Regions from separate parts of the Zea mays genome. Here region 1 is linked to region 2. A link is a contact called in public Hi-C data. All regions are on one chromosome and are shown on one strand. The core of a region is the stretch at or near the end of the contact, and the rest is flanking DNA. Distances in the headings are between cores, read along the strand shown.

Region 1 (2,700 bases), core at 138-2,637, 280 kb after region 2:
ACGGGGAAGACTGGATGAGAAAATTTACATGTAGTGACAGGGTACAACTAATTAAATAGGTCGGACTATATTGGTCGAGCATTTTAGCTCAGCACATGTACTGCATGTCACCACAATAACCATACTAAGTCAGTCTGAGGTCCATAATAAGTCGTGCTTGGGTTCACGAGACACGACCATTTATGCGGTCTACGTACCTTAGATCACTGATGTCACTCTGATCGCCCTTTAACACCCCAAAGGGTAATTAAAAGACTACAGAGATTATAGCATGTGGCACACTAGATACACACATGACACAACCTTCTGTATGACACTTGTTATGCATCGTACGGGGACCACGCTATGCCAACTCCAGTTTTGGGATGGAGCAACCTCGGGAGGTGAGTACATACGTCGGATTGTATAGATGATTCAGCACAGAGAACAAAAATCCTAGGCATTATCTGCAACTGTTTGCAGAAGAAAGGTTGCCATCATTCTGTTCGACGAAAACTGAGCAAGGTTACCTATATATATTCTTTTCAACAACAATTAGTTGTTTTAAGGTTGTGAGAAAGACCATGAACACGAGTCTCTTATGATTTAACTAATGACCTAATTACACCAAGCGAAAGATCAAATTGCGCCAAGAGATCGAAATGAACAGCATCTCCTAGAGAAAGCAAGCAAGAGGACCAGAAATTGCTTGACAACACGGGCGGGGGATGATTGGAGCAGAGTACGCACACGCAATGCAAGAGGAACTAAGACGACGACGACGACAGCAATGATGACCTATAGCTAGCGGCACCACGGACGGGGGTTGCAGCACATGCACGCCGGGCGGCGCGCGCCTACGCGCCGGGCGCGGCGTCCTTGGCGCGGGTGCGCAGGTATCCGCCGTACTCGCGCGCGTAGTCCTTGACGTGGCTGGCGGTGTCGGCGATCCGGCTGCGCGCGTAGTCCACCCGGTCGGCGCCCACGGGGTGGCGGCCCGTGAAGTAGCGGTACATCCAGGTGGCCACGGGGAGCGCGGCGGCGGCGAAGGCGCAGGCGGAGAGCGCGGCGGCGACGATGGCGGAGATCACGACGGCGACGGGCACCCAGATGGGGCTGGTGAGCAGCGCGATGGGGCCCAGGAAGACGAGCGCCACCACGGCGCCCGTCAGCGTCACCCCCGTCAGCAGCAGCAGCACGGCGCCAGAGACGAGCAGCGTCAGGAACCCCACCACCTGCGTCGAGTTGGGCGCGCGGGTCTGCACCCGCCGCAGCAGCGTCGCCGGGTCCTCCACGCCGCTGCCAGGCCCATGCTGATGCCGGTCTCCCATGCTCGCTGTGCTGTGGCCGCCTTTGAGGGGAGTCCGGTCGGCGGTGGCGATCGGGTATCTCTCTGTCTTGTTGTGGCTGCTGGGAAATGGCGGGGAGGAGTATAAGGCGCGGAGAGGGACGTGCCCGCGCCGGCACGTGTCCGGGCGCCGCGCGTGCATGCGCGACGTGTGCCTCGCTCCCGCCCGGGCCGACCAACGGACGTGCTGCCTCGCTCCCGCGGCAGCTGCTGGCGGCCGTGCGTTTCTTCTCTCACTGTACGCGCTCTTCGGATCATGGCGCAGACACGGCTTAAAATTAACATGGCTCTTGTGGTCGTAGAACATAACACCGAGTTTTAAGTCGTGTGGTGTGGTGTCGACCACGCGCATGTGAATTAACATGAAAATACACTTTGTTTACCTTCTTCACTAGTATGTGCTAGGTGGGTAGGATCCTGGTTTGGCTTCGTGGGCTTGATGATAAAATTCGTTCTCAGACACGCCAAAGAGATGGGCCCAAACAATAAGCTCACAGAGTCACAAACGTTGTGGCCTAGATAAGGCCCAAGTAAACACGATTCACGGTCACGGCGACCCCGTCTGCCGTTTGGATTCCCCGGCAAGCGGCGGCGGCCGGAACCGGAACCCACGCGACGGCGACACTGGCACCGCGCTCGGAGGCGCTGGAGCCAGCCCCCTCCCCGGAGACTAGTAGGTGGCCAGCTCGCCACGGCCAACCACTGGAACTGTTCGGTTCCACTTCGGCGTTCAGGTGGAGCTCTCCGCCACAACCTCGACTGTCTCCGTTCAGGTGGACTTTTGTCTTGATATATGCTTCTTCAAGTCAGATCTGCTGTTCTAGCACTGTATGTGCGTGGGTGGTAACTGGTAACGGGTCAATTTCTTCAAAGTATCGAATGCGGTGAGGCACAAAGTAATTTTTTTTTCTTTTAACAAAGACGGCAAGGTTCATTCAGACGAATTATCTCCATGGGTACCGGACTAACCGAATGGACGCTTTTGACATTTTATTAGTAGTATATGCGTAGCAACAAAAACATGCCCAAGTGATTCATTTTCTGGAGCTGCCTGTTTACAGTTACAGCCTTTAAAATGAAAAGGTATACACTTGAGCTAAAACTGTTATATGCATGAACATAACCTGTCCTGCCCTTACTTTCATAAAAAATAAATGAACATAACCTGATGACTTGTATTCTCTTAGCATATACAACTTGCTTGACACCACACTGGAATTTAAACTTCTCTTTTGTACACAACTAAAAATCAGTATCCAGCAAGTAAGACCAGATGTGTGTTGAATCCTGTGTTCAACTCATGCTTCAGCCTTCAGATATCTGTGGAGCAGATTTATGTGTACTCATCTTGCTTCTTAGCTCTTCAAAAGCTT
Region 2 (2,700 bases), core at 45-2,544:
CAAACGGAAGTGGTCCCTCACCTTTTTTCACGGCAAGAAACGAGTGTTGGACGGAGCCGTCCAGTGCAATACAACATAAAACATGCTTCACTCTATTTATTATTTGCAACATAAAATAAATAGAATTAATCATATGGAGGATGCGTATAAATTAAAATTAGACCTACTTGATTCAACGAGAATTAATAGGTAATATGGTAATCTTTTTTTCTAGCTGCATGCACTCATGCGTCACCAGGTGTGGAAGGCGTGCATGGCCACCAACTAGATCCATCTTTTTAGCAGCTTCTTTGACCGAGTACTCTCTTTTTTATCGGGACTAGATCTGACCGCTTGCCACATACGACGGACATCGGACGACACATTGTAATATCGCTCTTCGGTGTTGCAGGACTGGACGGTAGCGACGCTTGCCCGGGCGCAACACCACGATGGTGATGGCAGTTTGTCGCACACGGTTCACGGCACTTGCACAACAACATATCAAGAACAGTAAATTTACCGTTCTATTGTGTACAGGGAGAATCGAAGCCTGTCGCGTAGGTCAGTTCGGCTAGACCGAGGGACATGCCGGCTTGATGGAGAGTTGATGCCGATCGAATCCGCAGCAACGTCGAGATAGAGCGTGCTGATAACGTGTTGAGAACTATGTTACCACGGACCACCAGATCCGCTCCTTTCACTCCCGTTAGCAGATTAGGCGCGAGATGCTGTAGAAGATTCGTCTCCCTTCTCATAAGCACGACATAATAAACATACGAGACACAGGGTATATGGTTGGACCTCTGGCCTCTTTCTCTTCTCTGTATTATGAGGGAGTGTACATGTTCCTTATATAGAGATATGAGACTCCTCAGAGACAAAGCAGATATTTGCTCACATAACCCTAACTAGGGTTATTTAACAATTAACACTTCTGTGTCTGTGACAGCCGAATCCACCAACAGGCAACACCACACCACACGGAGAACTGAACTGCAGGCCCAACTAGACCCTCGGCCCGGGTCCTGACTCATGGCAGGCCATACTTCAGAGGATTCATTGATTGGGCCTAGCCCATGGCAATAACCTTTATACTTTTCCTTTTTTCCTTTTCTTGAAAAATGAAGTTCGGGGGCAGCCAGGAATCAGTGACGTAACTGCGTAACCGCTGCGCATACAGTTCTGTTTGCGTTGTGCTGTTTGCCGTGTGGCTGGCGTGCCCCGCATTTCTCCGCTCACCTCTTCCGTTCACCCTGCCCTCGGCCATGCAGCTGCACACGAAACGTGCCCCGCTTCACCTTTCGCACCTCTACCTAGTTTGGGCATGCAGCTGCGCACCAGACATGTCCGTTCCATGACCCAGTCCCAGCACGATCCATGTCATGCCTTTGCCGTTTGCAATCTTCGTCGTCAGAATCAGAAGCAAACCCCCGAGCAAGCTACCGTCACTGTGTACACCAGAAGAAGCACCAGCAAGGCAACTGCGAGCGAGCTGCGTTACGTGCCCAGCAACATGTCCCAGCACGGCGGCCTCGGGGACACGGCCCGGCGGTGGCGCGAGCTCCACGGCGGCGACAACAGCTGGACGGGGCTGCTGGACCCGCTGGACCTCGACCTGCGCCGCACCGTGCTCCGCTACGGCGAGATGGCGCAGGCCACCTACGACGCCTTCAACTGCGAGCGCGCGTCGCCGCACGCGGGGCTCTCCCGCTTCGCCAGGGCGCGCTTCTTCGACCGGGCGCGGCTGCCGGCGCACGCCGCCGCGTACCGGGTCACCAGGTTCCTGTACGCCACGTCGTCGGTAGCCGTGCCGGCCGCCTTCATGCTCTGGTCCGTGGCCGGGTCGCGCCGGCGGTGCAGGGAGTCTAACTGGATCGGCTACGTCGCGGCGGCCACCGACGAGGGGAAAGCCGCGCTCGGGCGCCGCGACATCGTCGTCGCGTGGCGCGGCACCGTGGAGGCGCTGGAGTGGGCCGACGCCCGACGACCTCGAGTTCCCCATGGTGCCGACGGAAGGCCGCCTCGGGGACGGCGACGCCTGCGACGCCATGGTGCACCGCGGCTGGCTGTCCATGTACACCTCCGCCGACCCCGCGTCCAGCCACAACCAGGACAGCGCGCGGGACCAGGCGCTGGGCGAGGTGCGGAGGCTGGTGGACGCGTACAAGGACGAGGAGCTCAGCGTCACCGTGACGGGCCACAGCCTCGGCGCGGCGCTCGCCACGCTCAACGCGTTCGACATCGCCGCCAACGGCTACAACGTGGCGGCGACGGCGACGGCCGCCTGCCCCGTGACCGCGTTCGCGTTCGCCAGCCCGCGCGTCGGCGGCGCTGGCTTCAGGAAGCGGTTCGACGCTGTCCCGGGGCTGCGGCTCCTCCGCGTCCGCAACGCCCGCGACGTCGTGCCCAAGTACCCGGCCGTGTTCTACCACGACGTCGGCGCGGAGCTCGCGGTCGACACGGGGGAGTCGCCGTACCTGAGGAGCCCCGGGCGCGAGCGGACCTGCCACAACCTCGAGGTGTACCTGCACGGCGTGGCGGGCACGCGAGGCGCGCGCGGAGGGTTCGAGCTCGCCGTGGCGCGTGACGTGGCGCTGGTGAACAAGGCGCACGACGCGCTGCGGGACGACCACGGGGTGCCGCCCGAGTGGTGGGTGCCGCTGAACAGGGGGATGGTGGAGGGCGCCGACGGGCGCTGGAGCTTGATGGACTGCGAGG

Evidence for each region. Hi-C and Micro-C count contacts between places; a contact is called where the count stands out from the background.
Region 1: a Hi-C map of ear shows a contact between it and region 2, with 2.7 times the contacts expected there. The contact joins the promoter of LOC100286352 here to the promoter of LOC100273423 in region 2. A contact is called at or near these places in 2 of 25 Hi-C or Micro-C datasets (ear and tassel).

What each region holds. Positions count from the first base shown.
Region 1 is chr8:74,479,238-74,481,937 of Zm-B73-REFERENCE-NAM-5.0, forward strand. It overlaps LOC100286352 (oleosin Bn-V), which reads right to left and starts at 1,388. Exons shown (of 1, transcript NM_001159239.1): 1 at 485-1,388. The coding sequence starts at 1,310. The coding sequence ends at 837. LOC109941797 (protein CHUP1, chloroplastic-like) reads right to left here. Exons shown (of 19, transcript XM_023300878.1): 19 at 2,350-2,700. The coding sequence ends at 2,633.
Region 2 is chr8:74,202,871-74,205,570 of Zm-B73-REFERENCE-NAM-5.0, forward strand. It overlaps LOC100273423, which reads left to right and starts at 1,295. Exons shown (of 1, transcript NM_001147860.1): 1 at 1,295-2,700. The coding sequence starts at 1,307. The coding sequence ends at 2,569.